Linked DNA regions of Xenopus laevis: region 2 is linked to region 1. Evidence: chromatin contacts called from public Hi-C data. All regions are on one chromosome and are shown on one strand. The core of a region is the stretch at or near the end of the contact, and the rest is flanking DNA. Distances in the headings are between cores, read along the strand shown. Region 1 holds the start of LOC108696557 (transmembrane protein 88). Region 2 has its middle 22 kb from the start of ankrd65.L.

Evidence for each region. A called contact is a pair of places that touch in the nucleus more often than the background predicts.
Region 2: a contact with region 1 is called in a Hi-C map of the XTC cell line, with 2.4 times the contacts expected there. The contact joins the enhancer-like site here to the promoter of LOC108696557 in region 1. A contact is called at or near these places in 2 of 4 Hi-C or Micro-C datasets (the XL177 cell line and the XTC cell line).

The regions. Positions count from the first base shown.
Region 1 is chr7L:96,486,514-96,492,739 of Xenopus_laevis_v10.1, forward strand. It overlaps LOC108696557 (transmembrane protein 88), which reads right to left and starts at 2,882. Exons shown (of 2, transcript XM_018226029.2): 1 at 2,011-2,882. The coding sequence starts at 2,280.
Region 2 is chr7L:96,556,133-96,562,250 of Xenopus_laevis_v10.1, forward strand. No RefSeq gene overlaps it. Among protein-coding and RNA genes, the nearest start is that of ankrd65.L, 22 kb to the right of the region's middle. Within about 2 kb of position 2,584, at least 1 of the 7 cell types and tissues checked has an H3K27ac peak or open chromatin away from gene starts, as enhancers often do.

The DNA of each region.
Region 1 (6,226 bases), core at 1,632-4,131:
CCTGAGTGTCCCACAGGATAATGCAGGATCAATTATCCTTTATCTGAATGGTTCATTAACAATTAATATACTGCTGCTTGAGATGCCTGTGGCTGATTTAACAAAAAGATTTAAAGAAATTTGGCTGAGGCAAAATAAACAGATATGGCAGAAAATAACAAAGCACTATTAAAGTTTGTGGAAGAAATCAAATGGGATTATAATAAAAGGGCTTCGTTATGTGACGACAGTACAGCTATGGGACCTGTTATCCAGAATGCCCGGGACCTGGAGTTTTCTGTATAATGGATCTTTCCATAATTTGGATCTCCATACTTTAAGACTAATAGAAAATAATGTAAACGTGAAATGACCCAATAGGCTGGTTTTGCTTCTTAATCTTGATCAAGTACAAAGTACTTTTTTATTATAACAGAGAAAAAGCAAATCCTTTATAAAAATTTGGATTATTTGGATATAGAAGATGGCCATCCTGTAATCCGGAGCCTTCTGGATAATAGGGTTTCGCATAATGGATCCCATGCCTGTATTAATGTAAGTATTTTTTCATTGTTATAACAATTATCCATAGACCCTGGTTCAAAATTTGGTCTTGGATCTTGGATGAAACTTCTTTTCATCACCCCTCTCTCTCTACCCACCCATGTCCCACAACTCCAGCATATGGTATTACGTGTTGGTGTAATGGTCATAAAGATTTGATATGTTTGTCCATGTGCAGTTACAACCTCTGGGTCAGTCTTCAGCCAGTTTGCCTGGGTCCTAAAGCTTCTTTAACTTTGGTCCTACATTTGTGAGCCTGCAGGTTGAAGAACAAATCAGTTTGCTTTGAAATGAGCCAGTATTTGCCCAGCATGGCAGCTGCTGAAACAATGAGTTTTTGATGAAGCTTCAAACATAAATTCAATTCCAGGAGAAAAACTTCTTCTAATTCAGTTTATCCACAGACCAATGGACTTTTTATGAGATTTTTCTGAATATGGCCCAATAGATAAGATAATCTTTTCTGGGTTACTGCTTATCTACTAGGGTTTGTCTTAACTCAATACATTCCTCTGAATATACTTACACAGGCAAGTATGTATGAGTCTGTTTGATGTATGAGTCTAAATATTAGAAAAATGGGACTTCAACTCCAAATGACCAATTCCCCATTACAATATTAATTTGGATATGGAATTACAAAATTTCTGAGAGTAAAAAATTAATTATTTATTAATTAATATTGTAATGGTGAATTGGTCATTTGGAGTTGATGTCCCATTTTTCTAATATTTATATTTACTTTTCTAAGTTGGGTGAGGACACTCCATGCAGCCTAATTCACCATTTATCTAGTTTAAAATATATTCTGCGCAAACCATTCTTAATTAGTGATGTATGAGTCTGTTTTTGGCTACTATACCAGCATGCACATTAATATGGCAGTTAGATGAGATTTCATATTCAGCAGGAGAAAACACCCATTTTCCCCCTAGGTTGTATTATTGTACTTAAATATAACTTTTAGAGAAAATATTTATTCCATTAATATTCAGAGAATTTATTTTAAACGAAGACAAATCCACTTGAATTTTCAATTGCTCTGTAACCCCTTTTTGACATCTGACCGACTGGGTCAGCAAATGCATTTATATGTATGTGCTTATACAATGTCAGTAGAATAAAACAGATGCTCTCAGCCATGGCATATTTTACCAGATAGAATTCAAAGTGACCTCAGTTACTGGGCTGCAATCAGTAGCCATTCTCCCAACCTTCACTATATCATTAAGTGATGTTCCCATAATATAATATTCTAAACAACAATAAAATGTACAGAAATAATCAGGTTTTTGTTTCTGGTACTTGGAGTCATGTTTGTGTAAAGGATAAATATACAGATAAATGTAGACTGGATAATACTGAGATGTGAGAATAAATAGCCTTGTGTCAATGTGATTTTCCTTATGTGTAATTGGTGCGTTTTATGACTGTATTCCCTGAGGGATGGAGCATTACTTTACTTACCCTGGAGTGGCATTGAAACCCAAAGTAAACCACAACGATAGTGGGTGTCAGGACAATGGTGAATATAAAAAACAGTATGATGAAGTTAGCTAGGAAAGCCACAAAGTTAGCTCCGGTAACCAGCAGCGTCCACATCCAGCACCCCCACCTGCTCCGAGACTCCATAGGCAGGAGCTGATCTTCCATATTATAGGGTGGGAGGCTGGGGATCATCTGAGAGGTATCTGACATATTGTCTGCTTCAAAGTCTTCAATGTCTTGGTCAGACATGTTTTACAGTAACCTTGACTTCTTTCAACCTGCTAACACAAATGTTTAGTCTCAGCCTAGCTCTCGTATCACAGTTCTCCTCCCTTGTCAACTTTAATTTCCAAACCCTAATGTTCACAACTGCTTGTAGCAAAAGTCCATCTGCTCCTGTCCTTTTCCTCCTTTTGTTTATTTAGCGTGTCACTTGAGCTCTCCTTTCTCCTCTTGCCGTAATATTGGATTTGACTTGTGTGTGATTGTCCTTTAAAGTAATTGAGGTCTCACCAAGATTCAGTTTTATCCTCGTGGATGTTCTGGATTTCAAAGATCTTTATATTTCCCTCCTGTTATTGGAGTCTGTTATTGGAGTCCACTGTTACACAGTTGGCTGGTTGGCAGGTTCCATGGGAGAGTTTCAGATGTATTCCAACAGTGGGTAAATATGAGAGTGGGTCTGTTAGAGACTGTCTCTTGAGAAGAACCATCCCAGAGATTGCATAGCGACCGTGTTAGCAGATGGCTGTTTCAGCATCACAGTGTCGATGCAGCACTGTGCACTGCCTTGGCTTTGTAAGCTTGCCTCAAAGAACTCTCAGCGCCCACTAGCCAATCCGCTGCTCCTGCATCTGCTTCTCCCTTTCATATGCACTAAACAGATTTACACCTAGGGCTCAGTCAATCAGCCTGGGTTATTCCGGGTTAAAACACAATGTCATTACTCCGACACCATTTATGACTTCTGTCACACTTCCCAGCTGGGGGTTAATAGAGCAGAGAGTTTGCCATCAAGTCATCTTAGATGTGCTTAAAAAGTGTGAATGATACCTGTCAACTTGAGCATGTCACATAAGGAGTTCATGGAATACAGAATGGATAAGAAAAAACACTTTTCTATACATTTATATTTTACTTCCAAAGCGATAACATATTCTGCATTGCTTTTCTCTCACCTTATCTATTAAGTTTCCCCTTTCTCTCTGTCTTCTCCACTGTCTTTCTCTCTCTCTCTCTCTCTCTCTCTCTCTCTCTCTTGTTCTCCCTAATTTCTCTTTACCTTGCTCTCTCTCTCTCTTTACATAATATGTGTATGTGTAGCATTTTCATTTTAATTACTGTGCTCCATTTACAAAGTTAAATGACTAATTAAGGTTTCATGGCAGAAATCACCAACCAAATCCTTCATTTTTATATGCATTTCCATACAGTGTTCATAAAAAATTGTAATTGTATAATTTATTACTTGCAGGCTGCCTGCTGGAAAAAATCATTGCCTTTTAATCCTTCCCTATAGTGGGGCTTCATGCAACACCGGGGAAGGTCTATAGGAATATAAAAACCTTTTTATATTTTTATTCTAATGTTTATAACATTTCTTTCATACAGGTATGGAATCTGTTATCCAGAACCCCGTTATCCAAAAGCTCCAAATTACTGGATGGCTGTCTCCCATAGACTCTATTATAATCAAATAATTCACACTTTTTCTCTGTAATAATAAAACAATACCTTGTACTTGATCCAAACTAAGAAATAATTAATCCTTATTGGAAGCAAAGCCAGTCTATTATGTTTATTTCATGTTTACATTATTTTTTAGTAGACTTTTTTTTTTTAAGTAACAATGAATAAATATTTACATTAATACATGTACGAGATCCATTATCCGGAAATCCATTATCCAGAAGGCTCCAGATTACAGGATGGCCTTCTCCCATAGACTCCATTTTATCCAAATAATCCAAATTTTTATAAAGGATTTCCTTTTTCTCTGTTATAATAAAATATTATAATATTGTTATATATATCTCTGTTATAATAAAATAGTACCTTGTACTTGATCCAGACTAAGACATAAATAATCCTTATTGGAAGCAAAGCCAGCCTACGGGGTTTATTTCATGTTTACAATATTGTTTGGTAGACTTATGATATGGAGATCCAAAATATGTAAATATCCTTTATCCGGAAAACCCCAGGTCCCAAGCATTCTGGATACCAGGTCCCATACCTGTATATTTGCTAGTAGGTGCTGCAGCTTCAAATCATTTTATCTGATGGTCGGTGAAAAGAAGAAATATTATGCTTCGGGAATTCCCCTGTACAAAAAGCTACTCCTTTTTGCCAGTGGTTTAATATTGGTTATAAAAAACTCAGGTGCAGTGATTAATCACTAAGTTATTTTTATGCAGCCAATGAAGAGTAAAGAATAAATTCCATATTAAACCAAGACCTTTCAGACACCAAGGAATAGGGCTGCTTATGGTGTAATAAAAATGCAATATATAACTGTAATATAAAGTATGAGAGCAGAGGGATAATTTACAATTTACATAGGCATCAGTATATATTGTTTATATGTGTGAGTGTGTAGATACAGTAGGTCTCTATATGTATGTGTATATATAAATATATGAACTAGCGTTCATTGGGTTGCACTTGATGGGCTTTGGGTTTTTTCCAACCTAATTAACTATTGGCAAATATACTTGCACCTATACACACCATACAGTATAGGTTCAGGGATTAAACCTTCATTTGAAGGGTAGGGAAAGGCATTCAACCACTGAGGTTTTCAAGCGTGTGCCATAGTGCTTACTCCCAATTCCAAGGGCAGAAGAGAATTTCCCAGTGTCCTTCTATTATGTCAGCTTCACAGAGACTATTTTATATACAGTAATTGAAAATACATTAAACACAAACAGTATTTAGTGTGGACAGATATGTAGCTAAATACATGTAGGTATGAAGTAAAGCCTGCTGCAAAATTATTATAGATTCGTACTCCATTGTTTTTATCACCATGTTGGTACTTGACAAGTAATTGATCAAAAACATTAATTTATAAAGGTATAACTTCTGTTTACATATATATATAAGAATAAAGATTGAAAAAGGGGTTGATGTACAATTGCTGTGTAAATGTCAGTATTGCTCAAATGTTTGCTTTGATGATTTAATATAGGTCAGTTTTACATAGAGATTGTGCATTGCTCTTTGCACAAAATATCTAGAAGGCATGTAATAAGTAGCAAAGAAGCATCATAATCTCAAATGTACTAGTAAAGTACACCCCTTTTTTAATCCTCCTGACGTATATGCCAGAGTTTGGAATTCTTAACAGAGGCCATGTTATATCGGTGTGTAACCTGTGCTGAGCTAAGTGATAAGGAAAAAGGTAAATGTTCTACCCTTGCTTGATTTTGGAGAACCTATGAGGTTAAAGGAAAATAGAAAAATATTGTTACACTACCAGAACTTGTACTTTGTAAATGGGCCATATTAATTGTAGTGTACTGTTTGAAAACATTATGTTCTCTGAAAATGAACTACTCATCTAATGCTTTAATGTTGGATGCCTTTGATCTTACAGCGTCGAGTGTTGCCAATAAACACTTAGAGCTTCACTAATTAATGAAAGGCAACCTGAAAATGTAGAATCTACAGAACTGGCACAAGTAGTACTTTAATGTCTAGTACACATGACGCTTAAAGAGTTAGTATGTCACTGGAAAAGCAATATATCAGGCATGTAACTGGTCTAGAATGGTATCTCCAAGGCACATTTTTAATGAAGCATTTGCTTACACAAAGCAAAAGTTATAGGTTTTTCTCCCTTTAACATTGACAGTTGGCTTTAATGGTGAGCTTTACATGGTGAATTTTCTTTTTTATACTACGAATTTGGTTTGGTAGGTGTTTGCCGGGCAGTTGTCACTGATGCTCAAACACAATATTAACCAGTCGGAAGACCCTATAAAGACATTTACACTTTACAAGTCCCACGAAGCATGCTGACACCCACAAGGCTTGAGGAATATATTATTATACACACAATATGCAGTAAGGGGTCTTTGTGTTTTCAGGGTCACAGAATAACCTTCTAGGCTGTGTAATTACAAGCTTTTATTGCGGATAAAAAGGGATATATAAACAATATACATTATTCTGTACATGCATTTAGCTCCAA
Region 2 (6,118 bases), core at 1,334-3,833, 69 kb after region 1:
ACTTGTAGCCTAACAGAGCATTTGTTTTTAGATGGGGTCAGTGACCCCCATTTGAAAGCTGAAAAGAGTCAGAAGGCAAATAATTCAAAAACTATTCAAAATAAATAATGAAGAACAACTGAATAGTTCTGTAAAAATTCCCCATACTACAACATACTGAACCTTAACTTAAAGATGAACCATGTGATATTTAATACTCTTGGCATTTATATATATATTTAGTATTCAGACTTGTGAGCTAGACCCAAATTATTCATCAGATTACACTCAGATGCTCCAAATTTGCAAGAGAGTGAATAAGCCATTATCTACTGGTAACTGGCATGTAGTAGTTACATAAAGTGGCATTTTAAGTGTATTGTTTCAAACTTTTTACAAGGATAATGCTTTACATGTTCTATGCAGAAAGGTAAAGTTTAGACATAGAATATTTTTTGTTGTTGTATGTACTAACATAAGAACATTTTTAATACACTCCTAATACTGAGGTGGAGCCCCCATACATTTATAAAGAAGAGGAATGGTGCCGTAATTTAATATGAGGTACTTAGAAGAGGGGTGATTTATTACTATATATAGTATATACCTTACCGATCACACCAGCATAATAGACTATGCAATAATCACTAGGTCTCTCCTCCCTTAACTAGGCCAAGCAGTACCTTTTGGAGACCTTGACAAATACACCACTAGAATAAAGTAATCACATCTAGCAGGAACAAAACATTGTAGGCAAACCAGTCATTTTGCAGTGTTGCATAGGAAAATGGACAACCATGGGTTAACTGTAATTTGTATATCATATAGAAAGGAGGTTGCACATGTATGTACCCATAAGGATGCTGTATGATTTTCTCTGCAGTTCAGCCTGCAGTTAATGGCTTGCAAAGGGGCCAAACAAGCAAAGCCTTTTGTCTCCTGTTGCTTGCTTTGTGAATGCTATTGACAATATCACTATTTACTTATGAATGTACTTGTGCATGATCTGTATTCTGACTTGCGCATGAATAGGAACAATGAATAGAAAAATCCCACCTCCACTTTGGATGCAAGGAATCAGTTAACCCATCTGATTCCTAGTTGAAAAGCAAATAAATACGTTCTAGTTGATATTTTTCTGATTTTACAAATTGGCACAAAAATTCCCAGTAAGCAATGAAGTGATGAATAGAGGAAAATATTCACATATTTTCATACAAAACATAGCTAAGGATTTACTTATAGAATGGACAATTCTAAGCAACTTTTAAATTGGTCTTCATTATTTATAGTTTTTTAATTATTTGCCTTCTTCTACAGACTCTACTGACAGCTTTCGAATGAGGGTCACTAACCCCATCTAAAAACAAATGCTCTGCATGGCTACCAATGTATTGTTATTGCTACTTTTTATAACTCATTCCTCTATTCAGACCCTCTCCTATTTATAGCCATGCCTCTTATTCAAGTCAATGGAAGGGTAATTAGGACCCTAGCAACCAGACTGCTGAAACTGCACACTGGAGAGCTGCTGAACAAAAAACTAAATAACTTAAAAACACAAAAAATTTAAAGGTGAACAACCCCTTTAAAATGGTATGCAGACTGAGACTAGTAATAAGACCACATTTATTAAAATTGACAGAAGAACTTTCCTCCGCTACTTATTTTTAGAAATAATTCTTTGTTCCCCTCAGTTTCCTTCTCCCTACTGCTACATATATATTTTATACTGTCAGTCTTACAGCACAGTCCCAATTAGATGCTGAGCCAGTGTGCAATAGGAAAACTCCTTTGATGTCCACAGGTAAAACATTTTGGTGGAATTAATACTGAGATGCTGATGTTACCTTATAATATAAATTGAGGTTGCAACACCTTATGATTCTTTGGACATCTCTCTCTATGCACCTTAAAAGGAAACATGACTGTCACCAAATATTCTATGTACACAATGATGAGAAAAAAAGGAAATGCTTTAATATGCTTTCAGTTCCATGTTGCTGGTAATGAAACTTCAATAGACATTCAGCTTGGATATTATAAAGTATTATTTTTTGATTATAAAATTTTATCTCTGGGCACACAAGAGTCACATCCGGTTTCATACTCAAGATATGAAGATGTGGCACCATCTTGTGGAAGAAGTAATGAATGATAGTTCAAATTATTAATTGGTTTGTTACATTACAAAAATGGTAAATAATGTGCTTATTATAATGTTTATGATGATGTACTAAGTGCCTAGAGGCTACAGGTGTAAAGTACAGTCAGGCACGTGACTATACAGGAAGCAGATACTGCAATCACGCAGGGTTTGATGCATAGAAATCCTGTAATTTTTCCAACTGAACATTTGTGTATGCGCACCACAGTGGGCGGAAGGAGGCAGGTGCATCCACTATCACTGCCAAACCTGCTCTCCAGCACAACTACCATAGTAATGGTATGGCTGGGGGGTAGGAAGTTGTATAAAACAATCCATAGTACAAAACAGAAGCCTTTTGTTCTTTAATTGGGACAATTTGCAGGGATGCAGGGAGTTTATGGAGCAGGCTGAGAACAGACAGACACACAGGCAGGAAGGTGGGAGGGGAGGGGTTTTGCCTGCTAATACATAGTTTAGTCTGTCAGTCAGTGCTGTTACCACTTCCTGTGAGAGATTGAAGAGGCACTCCCACCCTTCATTTCAGCCTAAACTCTGAAGTAGAAACTAGGGTTGCCACCTTTTCTGGAAAAAAACACCGGCCTTCCTACATATTTATCTTTTTCCCCTATTAATAACATTGGGATCAACCAGCATTTTTACCGGCCAGGCCAGTAAAATACCGGGCAGGTGGAAAGCCTAGAAGAAACATATCTCTATAGCTCTGATACAAGGACATTTGTAAGAGGTAAAATGTTTTAAAACCGTTTTGTTTTCTGCTTCATAACATATTTTGAGGAAGGATGAATCATATAACTGAAAATAAGTATTAGATAAATGTCTCTTTTAATAAAAATCACATTTTTAAAACTCGGATGAATTGAATCCACCGGAAACCTCAAACCGATTTAGATTATAATTTTTCTCCGGAAAAAACTTGAACGTCAGTAAGGCTGCAAACAACTCCAATATGATCCCTGGAACTCTCCCGTTGACTTAAACAGCAATTCAGCAGGTTTTAGGTTGGGAGTAGTCGGATTTGAGTTCTTAAAAGGTGAGAGTATCATAAATCTCGAAAATCGAATTCGATTTACTACCCTCAAAGGTTTTAAATGCCAGGGGATTTCCTACCACATCAACTGAACTGAAGAAGCCACTCGGATGAGTGGTAAAACATGGTAAAAACTCTAGGATGTCCAGTTGCCTTTGATTAAATTGAATACTAGATACTGTATAACAGGGATTGTTTCTTCATATAATACAATATAGTCAAGCTGCCCAACTCTGTCATCCCTGGTCTGATTCATTAACAAAATTAGCATGTAATTAAAGGAAAACTATACCCCCCGAACAATGTAGGTCTCTATAAAAAGATATTGAGTAAAACAGTTCATGTGTAAAACCCTGCTTCATGTAAATAAAGCATTTTCATAATAATATGTGCCATTGGGTAATCTTAAATAGAAAATTGCCATTTTAAAAATTACGGACCGCCCCCTGGGATCGTAGGATTCAGGTTGCACACAAACAAACCACATGTTTGTCTTTTGCTTCCACACTTCTTCCTGTTACAGTTTTGATTTGTAGGATTTCTGGTCAGGTGATCTCTGAGGCAGCACAGAGACCATCATGAAATGGTGGTCCAAGGCAAGAGATGTATTTTACATATATATACACATGTATATTACACATATATATATATACCAGTTGGTAAGATTCTTTAATATGTCACTTAATTTGATATAAACTATCTGTTGCTTAAGTATTCATTTTGGGGGTATAGTTTTCCTTTAAGCTTTTTTAGAGGGACTACATTTACAAGACTACATTACAAGATTCCAAGCTTAAAATGGATAAATGGTTGCCCTTTTAATTGGACACCACTGGGATTACCTGACTGTAGGGAATGGCGGGAGCTACAACACGTAGCTAGCCACTGCTACTGTATAAACTATAACAAAGGGGAAAGTAGTGCATGCCACTAAACAAATTTTAATTATGAGAAAAAAGGTTGTGGCAACAAAATTCATAGATACAAAAAAGATAATACTAAACTGAGGTATTATGAAAAGGTTTTTTAATTAAAAAATTACTCCTATTTTGTGATGGTTCCATACAACGTAGAACAATGTAGTTACAACATAGAACAATCAAAGTCCTGAAACTCCCGTTCGACAAGTTTCGGTGTTTGTTTGTATTGACTGTTGGACAATTTAAGTTGTCTTCGACATTTAGGAAACATTCTAGAAAAACATCCTCGACTTTTTTTTTTGGGAATAAACGGGGGTGTTATTTTCTTCTTTGAGAGGGCATCAAAGTCCAATTGCTTTAAAACAGAAAATAAATGGTAAAAATGTTATTATTCAATGCATAACAAATCTTTATTCACATGTATAAATCAGCAAACAGTTAGGGCATTGGCTCTGGCATTATTAATTGATTTTTAGAGTTCTCGCCAATGCTAAAAGATTCAATTTTTATTTTAAGAATGCAGTCAATTTGAAAAAACGTGAAAATATTATATGAGTCTGTTTAGACCCCATACCTCAAAGAAAGAACATTCCATGACTTCTTCGGCATCTCGATCACTTGCTCCAAGACGTTTTTTTGGGTCTTTTATCAGGAGCTATGAAAATATACATATATTGTTATACACAGATAAGTCTGTTACCTAAATTGTGTACACATTTACTAACACATGTGGTTTACTAACCCATGAAAAAGGTTATTACATGTCAACATGCACAACTTAAATGTTGAACTTGATTTTTTTGCTAAACCTTTAAATATTTCATGGTAAAGTACTGATTTCATGCTGATAACTTACTCATTTTATTATATTGATGGCTTTGTCATTGATCATTACTGGATACGTTGGCTCATCTCTTTTAATTCGTTCATGTATTATTGCATTTGGCCCTGTGAATGGTGGCTGCAGAAGAAAGAATGTAAAAAAATACAGTTACTAAAAAATGCAGTTACTTTAGAGTATTTCAAAAGTAGAATTAATCTTTGTTTGAAGCTGATCAGTTGGTTATGATCCTGCTGCAGCATTTGTGTAATCAGACATAAAGGTAAAAGTAATAGTGACATACAATCCTTTAAAAAAAAGGATAGTAAATGTTGCCCGTTATATGGGTTATTTGTGCCTTTTATTACACTACCCAAGTATGTACTTTCATATTTTAGTGTTTTCTGATTCAAATCATAATATGTATCATTATTATTTATCTAAAGAGAAAATCAGGTAAATATTGTGACATGTATAGAATTTAAACAACTGGTGTGAAAATATTATTTAAATATGAGTTATTTGTTGTTCTGGTCCTTTTTCAAGTCAAGGGACCTCTGTTTACATCTATATTCAGTGCAACATGATCAAAGCTCCCTTGTAAATTCTGTTAATAGATACTTACCACACTGACAAGCATTTCATAAATCATGATTCCCAATGCCCACCAATCCACAGATTTTGTGTGGCGATCACATTCAATAAGTTCAGGGGCCATATAGTAAAGGGTTCCACAGATGGTCCAAGCTACGCCTCCATATATCTTAGCTTAAATTAAAAAAGAAAAAATGTTAATTGGACATCAGCATTCCATATCCTTACACTCCTTTAAAGGGCCTCTTTACCTTTTATTTGTTTCGGTTTTAACACTGTATTTGTCTGATGGAAATATTAAAAGGTATATGTTTGTATATTTTCCTCTTATTTTATTTACTGGTTCAGCTTATAGTTTTAGTCCTGGTTGTGCTATAATTGTCTTATTCTAGTTGGCAAAAAAACAAATATCACAACCTATCTACTATGTTACAATCTCGTTAGAAGCAGCTAGTGAGGGTATGGCCTGATGAACTAGGCTAATGATCTGATGTCATTGGCAGTATGGTGAACCAGAAATACCCACATTGAAAACTAAATATATCGATGACTTATGTTGTTAATGGCCTATACACATATTTTCAAAACTTATTGCCCAAAAAATGTTT